Regions from separate parts of the Mus musculus genome. Here region 2 is linked to region 1. The links are chromatin contacts, called in public HiChIP or PLAC-seq maps. All regions are on one chromosome and are shown on one strand. Each heading gives the region's core, a stretch centred on a gene start, on an enhancer-like site or on the middle of the called end of the contact. The rest is flanking DNA. Distances are from core to core; before and after follow the strand shown. Region 1 overlaps Wdr27 (WD repeat domain 27). Region 2 holds the start of 1600012H06Rik (RIKEN cDNA 1600012H06 gene).

Evidence for each region. HiChIP or PLAC-seq counts read pairs in DNA pulled down with a chosen protein or histone mark.
Region 2: a contact with region 1 is called in an H3K27ac HiChIP or PLAC-seq map of double positive thymocytes, with 6 read pairs. The contact joins the promoter of 1600012H06Rik here to the enhancer-like site in region 1. A contact is called at or near these places in 3 of 39 promoter capture datasets (the 3T3-L1 cell line and the HPC-7 cell line), 2 of 484 Hi-C or Micro-C datasets (double positive thymocytes and female germline stem cell-derived STRA8 germ cells), 3 of 115 datasets of contacts at active chromatin or transcription factors (double positive thymocytes and embryonic stem cells) and 1 of 9 other capture datasets (pancreatic islet).

The regions. Positions count from the first base shown.
Region 1 is chr17:14,905,005-14,909,066 of GRCm38.p6, reverse strand. Wdr27 (WD repeat domain 27) reads left to right here. Exons shown (of 25, transcript NM_175173.3): 17 at 439-528. Among named protein-coding and RNA genes, the nearest start is that of Wdr27, 36 kb to the left of the region's middle. Within about 2 kb of position 1,781, at least 26 of the 459 cell types and tissues checked have an H3K27ac peak or open chromatin away from gene starts, as enhancers often do. A contact at or near this core is called in double positive thymocytes, where this site is marked.
Region 2 is chr17:14,941,454-14,945,576 of GRCm38.p6, reverse strand. It overlaps 1600012H06Rik (RIKEN cDNA 1600012H06 gene), which reads right to left and starts at 2,393. Exons shown (of 2, transcript NM_026451.2): 1 at 2,258-2,393; 2 at 1-2,010. The coding sequence starts at 1,964. The coding sequence ends at 1,407. Wdr27 (WD repeat domain 27) reads left to right here and starts at 2,453. Exons shown (of 25, transcript NM_175173.3): 1 at 2,453-2,480. It overlaps Phf10 (PHD finger protein 10), which reads left to right. Exons shown (of 12, transcript NM_024250.4): 12 at 393-583. The coding sequence ends at 478.

The sequences.
Region 1 (4,062 bases), core at 532-3,031:
TTCAGATAATTCTAGACAAATGCCTTTTGAAAATCTAATATGCAGTGCTTGTCAGGGGTATTTTGATATTTGCTGTTTCCGTCTGTGAAGTTGCACATTTGGTAAAGATCCCCCAACTTTGGCTGTTGGGAAAGTGCTGGCTGTCACTGTCCCTTCTGTTTTTCTTCTGTGAGCAGAAGGCTGCGATGGTGCCAGTGACAGCTACTCCATGAGGTCTGGGGAGAATGGTGTTGATGGTCCTGATGGAGAGTTAGTTCAGGGCCTGGTTCACTCCTTGGGAAGGAGAGCGTGAGAAAGGCGAGTGGGCCTTGTTATGTGCTGTACCCAGTTATTCTCTACTCGAGAAAAATGACTATTTATCTAAATGTTCTCTACTCTGTCAGTTGGCCAGTGGGCTTCCCATGCTTTGATTTTATAGTGCTGTTTATTTTTCAACAGGGGATGGACAGAAGCTGGCCTGTGGCTTAGGTAACCACCTGTCCCTGGTCTTCAACGCCAGCCTTTCAGGACCACCGGCTGCCTTTTCAGGTTTCCTTACGTTTTTTTTTTTTTTTTTTTTTTTTGGTTTTTTTTGAGACAGGGTTTCTCTGTGTAGCCCTGGCTGTCCTGGAACTCACTTTGTAGGCCAAGCTGGCCTTGAACTCAGAAATCCGCCTGCCTCTGCCTCCCGAGTGCTGGGATTAAAGGCGTGCGCCACCACCGCCCAGCAGGTTTCCTTACTTTTGAGGGCTGGGAAGGAGTGGGATGTCTTCCCAGTGCATGAGCTCTGGGAGACAAGGCTATGGCCAGGGCCTTCCTGGGCAAAAGCATTGGAACAGCTTCGGTCAGTAAAGGAAGCCCACTCCTGCAAAGCTGAAGTAGGTTTAATTTAGTAAAAAGTTTTTATTGAAGTGTGTTTTGAAATTTAGTTGGCTTCTTAATGGATGTTTTAATACATTAAGCAGCTCAATACCTTTTAAAAGTAAAAACAGCCATGTTATGTTGCTACTGTGGTCACTTCCTAACTGATTTACAATTTCCCCTAGCTTTACAGCCAACAGTTCTTAGCTTTTAAGTAAGATTCTGGAGCTGCTTTAGAAACATGTACTAGGTATTGTTACTGAATACAACTACACACAAAATCCCTTGACTTAGGTCCATTTGCCTTATATGCCCGCTTGGGTAGTCGTGGACAGACACTCATAAGTTGCCTAGGAGCAGAGGCACAGGCATGAAGTGCTAGGAAGGTGAATGGGTGAGGACCAGGTAAGGTCATGCTTACGATCAGAGGTGTACACTGTGACCCATGCATGTTGGGTGCCTGGCCTAGCTTGAACTGTGTAGTCTACATCAGGGTCCTTGCAGTGTCTAGGGTGGTTTGAAAGAGAAAGGGGGATGCCCTCAGGAGGACTAGAGTCATCCATGATGGGCTTGTCCTGGGGTCTGAGTGTGGAGTACCAGTTGTCAGCCTTCTGTGCTGTATTGAAGGACCAGGCTGTGACTGCTCATAGAAAGCATCTCTGTGGAATTCTGCCTTGTCCGTTGCCTGCGCTGCCTTTCAGATTCAAGGAGGCGCAGTCTAGGATGACAGCTTATGCTGTGGTGAGTGGAAGATGGCTGATGAGGAGAGTATTGCAGCTCTGAATGGGTCATCCACTTCTTGGGAAACCTGAACTCTGCTTGCATTGCCCCCCTGCAGCCTCTGCAGCTGCGGTTAGGGTGGAGGCGGATGTAAACATCCCTGCTGTCGTCTGAGAAGGGTGGGTGCTATTACGTAGCTGATAGAAAAGCCACTTAAGTCAGGAGGTAGGATTGTGTAGGGCAGGGACTGAGCAAGTATGTTATCAGTGAGGATGCTCAGACGTGCCCTAACCCAGGGCGGATGTGAGCCCGGGCCGGTGTCGCACGTGCTCTCTGCCCGTGCAGTCACAGTGCCATTTCCTAGGGCTTTGACTCTTTGCAAGCTTGCTGAGTGCTTGAGACGTTTGTCAGTGTTGCCTATTTATTTGTTTTTAATTAACCCTTTTGGAATTTTGTAAAATGTATTTGATCATATTCCTCCCCCCAACTCTTCACATATTCACCCCTTCTTTACCCACCCTGCTGCTTTATGTTCTTGTTTTGCTTTGCTTTGTTTTGTTTTGTTTTAAACCCATCAGTTCCAATTTGTGTTATCCATGAGCTTTTGTCTGTCTGGCCTTCACTGGAGTTTGACCTACGAGGGCCAGGCCCTTAAAGAAAGCAGACTCTCCCTCTCCCAGCTGGTTTGAGCTTGCACAAGTCTTACTCATGCTGCCAGAACTGCTGTGTGTTTATATGCCAACTGCCCTGCTGTATCTGGAAAAGAGTTTTCTTGCTCTGCCATCTCTGGCCCTTTCAGCCTCTGTTTCTTCTCCTGAGCCCTGGGAGGGAGTGCTCTAGCTGGATGTCAATGTCCCATTCAGATTGAGCACTTCAGTCTCTTACTATGTTTGCATCTTCACCAGTGGTAGGTCTCTGTGTTAATCACCGCCTGCTGAGGACGGCAGTGAATGTGCTGAAGGCTGAGAGGCGCACTAATCCATGGCTATGAGGTTAAGTCATCGGGAGTCAGTATCACACTGTGGCTGTTCAGCAGAGCACTAGGACAATGCTCCCCCTATGTCTACTAGCCACAGGTTCTTAGCCTGATGTTGGTGCCTAGTATGGGTTTCAATTTGTGGATGGGCCTTAAATCCAATCAGAATATAGTTTATCACTATTATATTCACACCATTATTACAATAGCCGTGTCCTGTCAGGCTGATGGCAGCATTCAGAGTTTGCAGCCAGGTATGACTTATGATAACTTCTCTGTGGTAGAATGCACAGCACCGCCCAGTACTATGGAAGCCAGCCAGAAGGGATGAAGCCTCAGGTTCTAACCAGCTTCATTTCTTTATAGTCTGTGACCCAAGCATGTGTGTTTCTATCAATAGGGTCTTACCGTCAGTCTCTGGATGGTAGCCAATAACATTGGCAATGGCCTGTAATATTCGGAGTTCTGTGGGACCCCAGTGGCCAGTAAGTCCAAAAGTGGTAATCATTCTGGACTCTGGGCTTTTCATTTGTTAGCCTATGGTATCTAGGAGGGGTTTGCCACCCCATTATAGAGTAACTCCATTTAAATTCTTCTTATATATGTAGTATACATTTTAAGTATACTTACTTTTACAGTGGTAGGCTTCCATGTGACTTTTTCAAAAGTTCTTCAGTGTTAGTCACCCCTCATGTTCCGTCCTCTACTCTTTGTTCCCAGCCTCTACCCCATTTAACCTTCCCTTTCCCATTACTGGCCGTCACCTCTTTATACCATCCCCCCTCTCTCTTTTTGTTTTGTTTTTCGAGACAGGGTTTCTCTGTATAGCCCTGGCTGTCCTGGAATTCACACTGTAGACTAGGCTGGTCTTGAACTCAGAAATCTGCCTGCCTCTGCCTCCCAAGTGCTGGGATTAAAGGCGTGCGCCACCACTGCCCGGCTCTTTATACCATTCCATTTGCTCTTTGCTCCCTTGAAAGCCCCACCCCAGGGTCCCTTACTAATTTTCTGAATTCCATAGGAATTCCAGATGAAACACACATATCGGAAGACTCAAAGATAACACCTATGGATTTGAGAAAACATGCAAAGTTGGTGTTTCTGAGTCTGGGTTACTACTCTCAGGATGGTTGTTTCCACCCATATCCGTTTACCTGGGGATTTCATAATTGTGCTTTTCTTAAGGGCTGAATAGCGTAGGAAATAAATATCCTATGTCTTCATTGTACATAGATGAGTTGATAGACACACAGGCTGTTTCCATATTCTGACTGTTGTGACTAGAGCCAATTGTGAACATGGAGGAGCAACCGTCTCTACAGTAGGATATAGAGTCCTTTGGGTATGCAGTGCTAGAGCTGGATCATGTGATAGTCTTTTTCCAGCTGTTTGACCAGCTTCCACACAGATTTTCACAGTGCTCCACGTTGTGTTCCCACAGTAGTGAGTAAATGTTTTTTTGCACATTTGAGAGGTCCTTTGTTCTTTTGTGGAAAATGCCAGAACTTGACACAAGAGGGCAGCAA
Region 2 (4,123 bases), core at 1,144-3,643, 36 kb before region 1:
GAGAGAGAGAGAACACTGTTAGAATAGTGGAGGAAAAGGCCATAGAAAGCCAGCTTCTTTAACATGTTCTACATTAGGAATTGTGTTGTTGAGCTTTCAAAAGCATGATGGTATTTGAATTTTCAGAAGGGTAACAGTAGTTTTGTTTAAGGTACAAATGATTTTTACAATGCCGTTTGGCCATGCACTAACGTTCACACTGCATTGGTTACACTGATTAAGGGTTGTTTACATTCTCTTCCTTGGCTTAAGGAACCAGTCTGTACTCCCTCCCACTGAAAAATCCCAGGGAGTTATCACTACAGATAGCTCAGGAATGAGATTAGATGGTTTGTACTCAGTCCTATAAAAATAAAATTCCACTCTATATTAACTAACAATTTTTCTCCTAGGTCGCTGGATTTGTGACTGTTGTCAGCGAGCTCCCCCAACACCCAGGAAAGTGGGCAGAAGGGGGAAAAACAGCAAAGAGGGGTAAAATAGGCTTTGACCCTCATGTTTGGGATATTTGGTGCCAATTTATTTACAACACTTTCATTTTTATGCCAATAAAAACTTTTTTGAAATTAACGATGACCTTAAACATCAAGTTGATTTATTTCTTTATTAGCAACTTCTACCCTTGAAACAAAGTCAGAGAAATGGCTCATTTCCCCAGGCTTTAATTTCATAGTGTTGTTTTTTCCAGAGATCAGCAGAAAGAGGTAGTAGCAACTTAATTTGAAGTATTTCTTCTTGAATATAACAAAGTTACCACTTGTTATGACTCTGTCTTGACCTGATTAGGTAGTATCATAGTTACCTAATAACCAGAAAGCTCCAATCTGGCTAAGCAGAGGAAAGGGCAAATGGCCCAAGATCTGGTACAACAGGATTTGGACTCTAAATCACCAGCACAGCAACAGTTTGTCAATACTTGCTGCCAGGAGAGCTTGCTTGGGTATCAGGTACCATACCCCTACTGTGCAGAGGCTCTGGGAAGAGCGAACCTGTCACTGCATTTTCCACCTGGCTTTAAAATGTTAAAGACTTTAAAACTCGAAGTGCTGTACTTCATTTAAATGTCTATAAATTCTACAGTCATCAACTTCTGCACCAGCAGTAAAGTTTAATCTGATTTATACAGCCTGTTACTGTAATCTTCTTACTCACCTGACTAACCAAAATGCATTTAAACATTTTATTGAGCAGACTCCTTTTTATAGGAATTTTAATCTCTAAAATATTGTGCTTGCTGCTTTTCCTGCTTGGGGAGTAAACTGAGGTAACAAAACTGTATGGCTTTATTTTTCCATCCTAGTCTAGAAAAAAGTAACCAGAGTTTCACCAGGTCAAGTAGCTAGGTTCGCAGCAAACTGTAATCGCTCTGTGAAAATAAGGGTTTGTGCTCCAGCATATTCAAGGGATCAGAAGAGAATTTCAAGCACCAGTTTCAAAATGCTAATCAATATCGTCCAGAGAACTGATTCCTCCTCTTGGGCTGCCTCTTCTGGAGCGTAAGCCTGCTGCTGACTGGCTCCTGTTGGGTCAGTGAAATAGGCAGCCTCTCCGAATGGGTACTGATCCACAGTTCTGTCATAGTATACCCTCATCTCAAAGTCGCTCTCATGGTGAGAGGGGTGTCCATAAATTCCTATCCCGACCGGTCGCTGGAAGTGTGCCGGTATAGAGACCACATCCTGGCCGCAAGTGACAGACTGCAGCTCATAGTCGTCGAAGCTCGGGTGCGGAGTGCTGTCCGACACGTACAGGTCCGCATCCCCTCTCAGGCTCTGCATCCTGAGAATAATTTTACCCTCATGGTTCAACCGCAAGTAGCTGTAATTCCCGGCTCCTATTTGGCCCTGGACCACGTGCAGAAGGAGCCACTCCTCCGGGACGTCGTCGTCTTCCAAACATTTTACCAGGGTCACCACCTGGGACGCCAGGATCATCAACAGGGCGCGCCTCCAGGGAGTAGCCATCGCTGGGGCACTCAACTCGGGGACTCCCTCATCTGCAGTCGCTGTGCTGGGAAGGTACGGGTGACAGGCGTGACCCGAGGTGCTCGTCCACGCAGACCAAGATTCGTGCACCTGGGTCCCGGGAACCGACGGTGGGGAAGGGGAAGGAGAGAAGGGATAAAGAGTAGGGAACAGCAGAGAGGGAGGAGCAGAGGAGGCGGGTGGGAAGAGGGAAGCGGTAAGAGGGACCTTAGGACAGGCCCCTGGGGGCGCAGGTGTCTGGAGAATAGCGAGGTCGCCAACCCCGAACTCACCGCCACGCCCCGCAGGCCACGCAGCACCCGCAGCACCCGGGCTCAGCCTGGAACTCGCCCCAGCTGGCGGAAAAGAGGCCGCGCCCGGAAGTGTGGTACTCCGGAAGCGAGGGCTTTTGGGAACCAACTCCGGCCTAAGGGACCGGAAGTGAGGTAACGCCAGGCTCTCGCGAGAATAGAGCAGCTTTCCCCCGTAACCATAGCGACGCGGCTGGCGTGGTCGGTGAGTTCCGGGGAAAGTGGGCTGGACGGTCGGTGAGGCTGCCAGGGATTGCAGCTTGCGACAAGCTCCCTTGAGGGGATGACTGGGAAGCCTGCTCCCGGATGGCGGAGGGCCGAGCCGCGCCCGGTCCAGCCTTCTCCTCCCGCGCCCCCAGAGCCGCGCGTGAGTGGCCTCCCTAAGCCCTGCAGCACAAGCCCCTGAGTGCGGGCAGCACCGGGAGGGACACTTTTGGATTTGTCTTAAACCATGACAGAAGGGAAATATAAATTTCAACATGAGAACTACTAGTAAGAAATGATTCCTCCCCCCCCCCCAAGCCCACAATTGCCATCACCCCACCCCCCACATTTTTTTGGGAAGTAATTTAGTAATTAGAAAACTTAGTGTACATTTAATCAAGTTTAGTGGCGAGTTCTTTAGCCTTTGCTTTTTCCAGCTTGGCAACGCGAGCCACAGACTTAGGGCCCAGCACGTTGCCTCCTCAGTGGCGACGGATCTCGTTATATCTGTGATTACAATTGATCCTAATAGCTTCCACCAGCTTAGCCAGAGCACCCTTGTCTTCCGGGTTAACCTATGTGAAGGCAACAGTGGTGCATTTCTTCCTGTGGACCAGGCGCCCCAACCTGGGCAGGACAAGCAGGAAAACCACCAGCTCAATGGGGTCTACATCATGGGCAATCACCACCAGCTGAGCCTTCTTGTTCTCCACCAAGGTGGTGACTATATTGACTCCTGCTCAATGGACAGGTGGTCTCTTAGTTGGGACGTCGCCTTTGCCAGCAGCTTTCTTCTCAGCAGGGGCCAGTAGCCTTTGCTTCTTTTGCGTTGTCTCTGGCCTGTACTTGTGGGCAAGCTGTTTGCCTGTCCAGGGCCTGGGTGAACTGGTTAATGGCAGGAGGGACTTTGAGCCGCTTGTAGAGGATGGCTCTTTGCCGCTGCAGCATGATGTAGCGGGGCCATTTGATGAAGCGTGTAAGATCTCTTTTGGGCTGGATGTCCTTCCCAAATGGCGAAATTCGTGGGCCTTTTCTCAAACTAAGGATTGACCACTTTTTTGGCCTCCTGGTCCTTGACACCGGCGATGCTCAGGGTCACCTTCTTCCCTTGGCTGTCTTTCCTTTAGGCATCTTGCTTGGCTGGAGGAGAAAGCATGCACACAGTTCTTAAGACTAGATTTCATGTCTGGAGACTTTTCCTGGTTTATAAATGGGTGGAAAGGCAAGAAGTTCTTTGTCTCATTTTACAAGAACACCAATCGCATCAAGGAGGTTCCACATTCAAGACCGAGATTACCTCCCATTGTCCCTCTGAGCCTTAAGACCATCATCACCTTGGAAGACAGAGTTCAATATGGAATATTTGTGGGAGACACATTTAAATAAGAGCATTAGGTAATACATGCAGTATAATGGCCCAAAAGTTCAAAATTAGTAGGCCAACAAAAGCAGGATACCAGTTACTTCGTAGCTTACAAGAAAAAAAAAAACCAAACAAACAAACAACAACAACAACAACAAAAAACCAACCAACTCCTAAGTATAAAGATAGGATCTTTCATCATATTTGATAATTTAGGAAAGAACCTGAAACCTTATTAAGAACCTAAGTGTCATTTTGCTGTTTTATGTCACTCTGTTAGC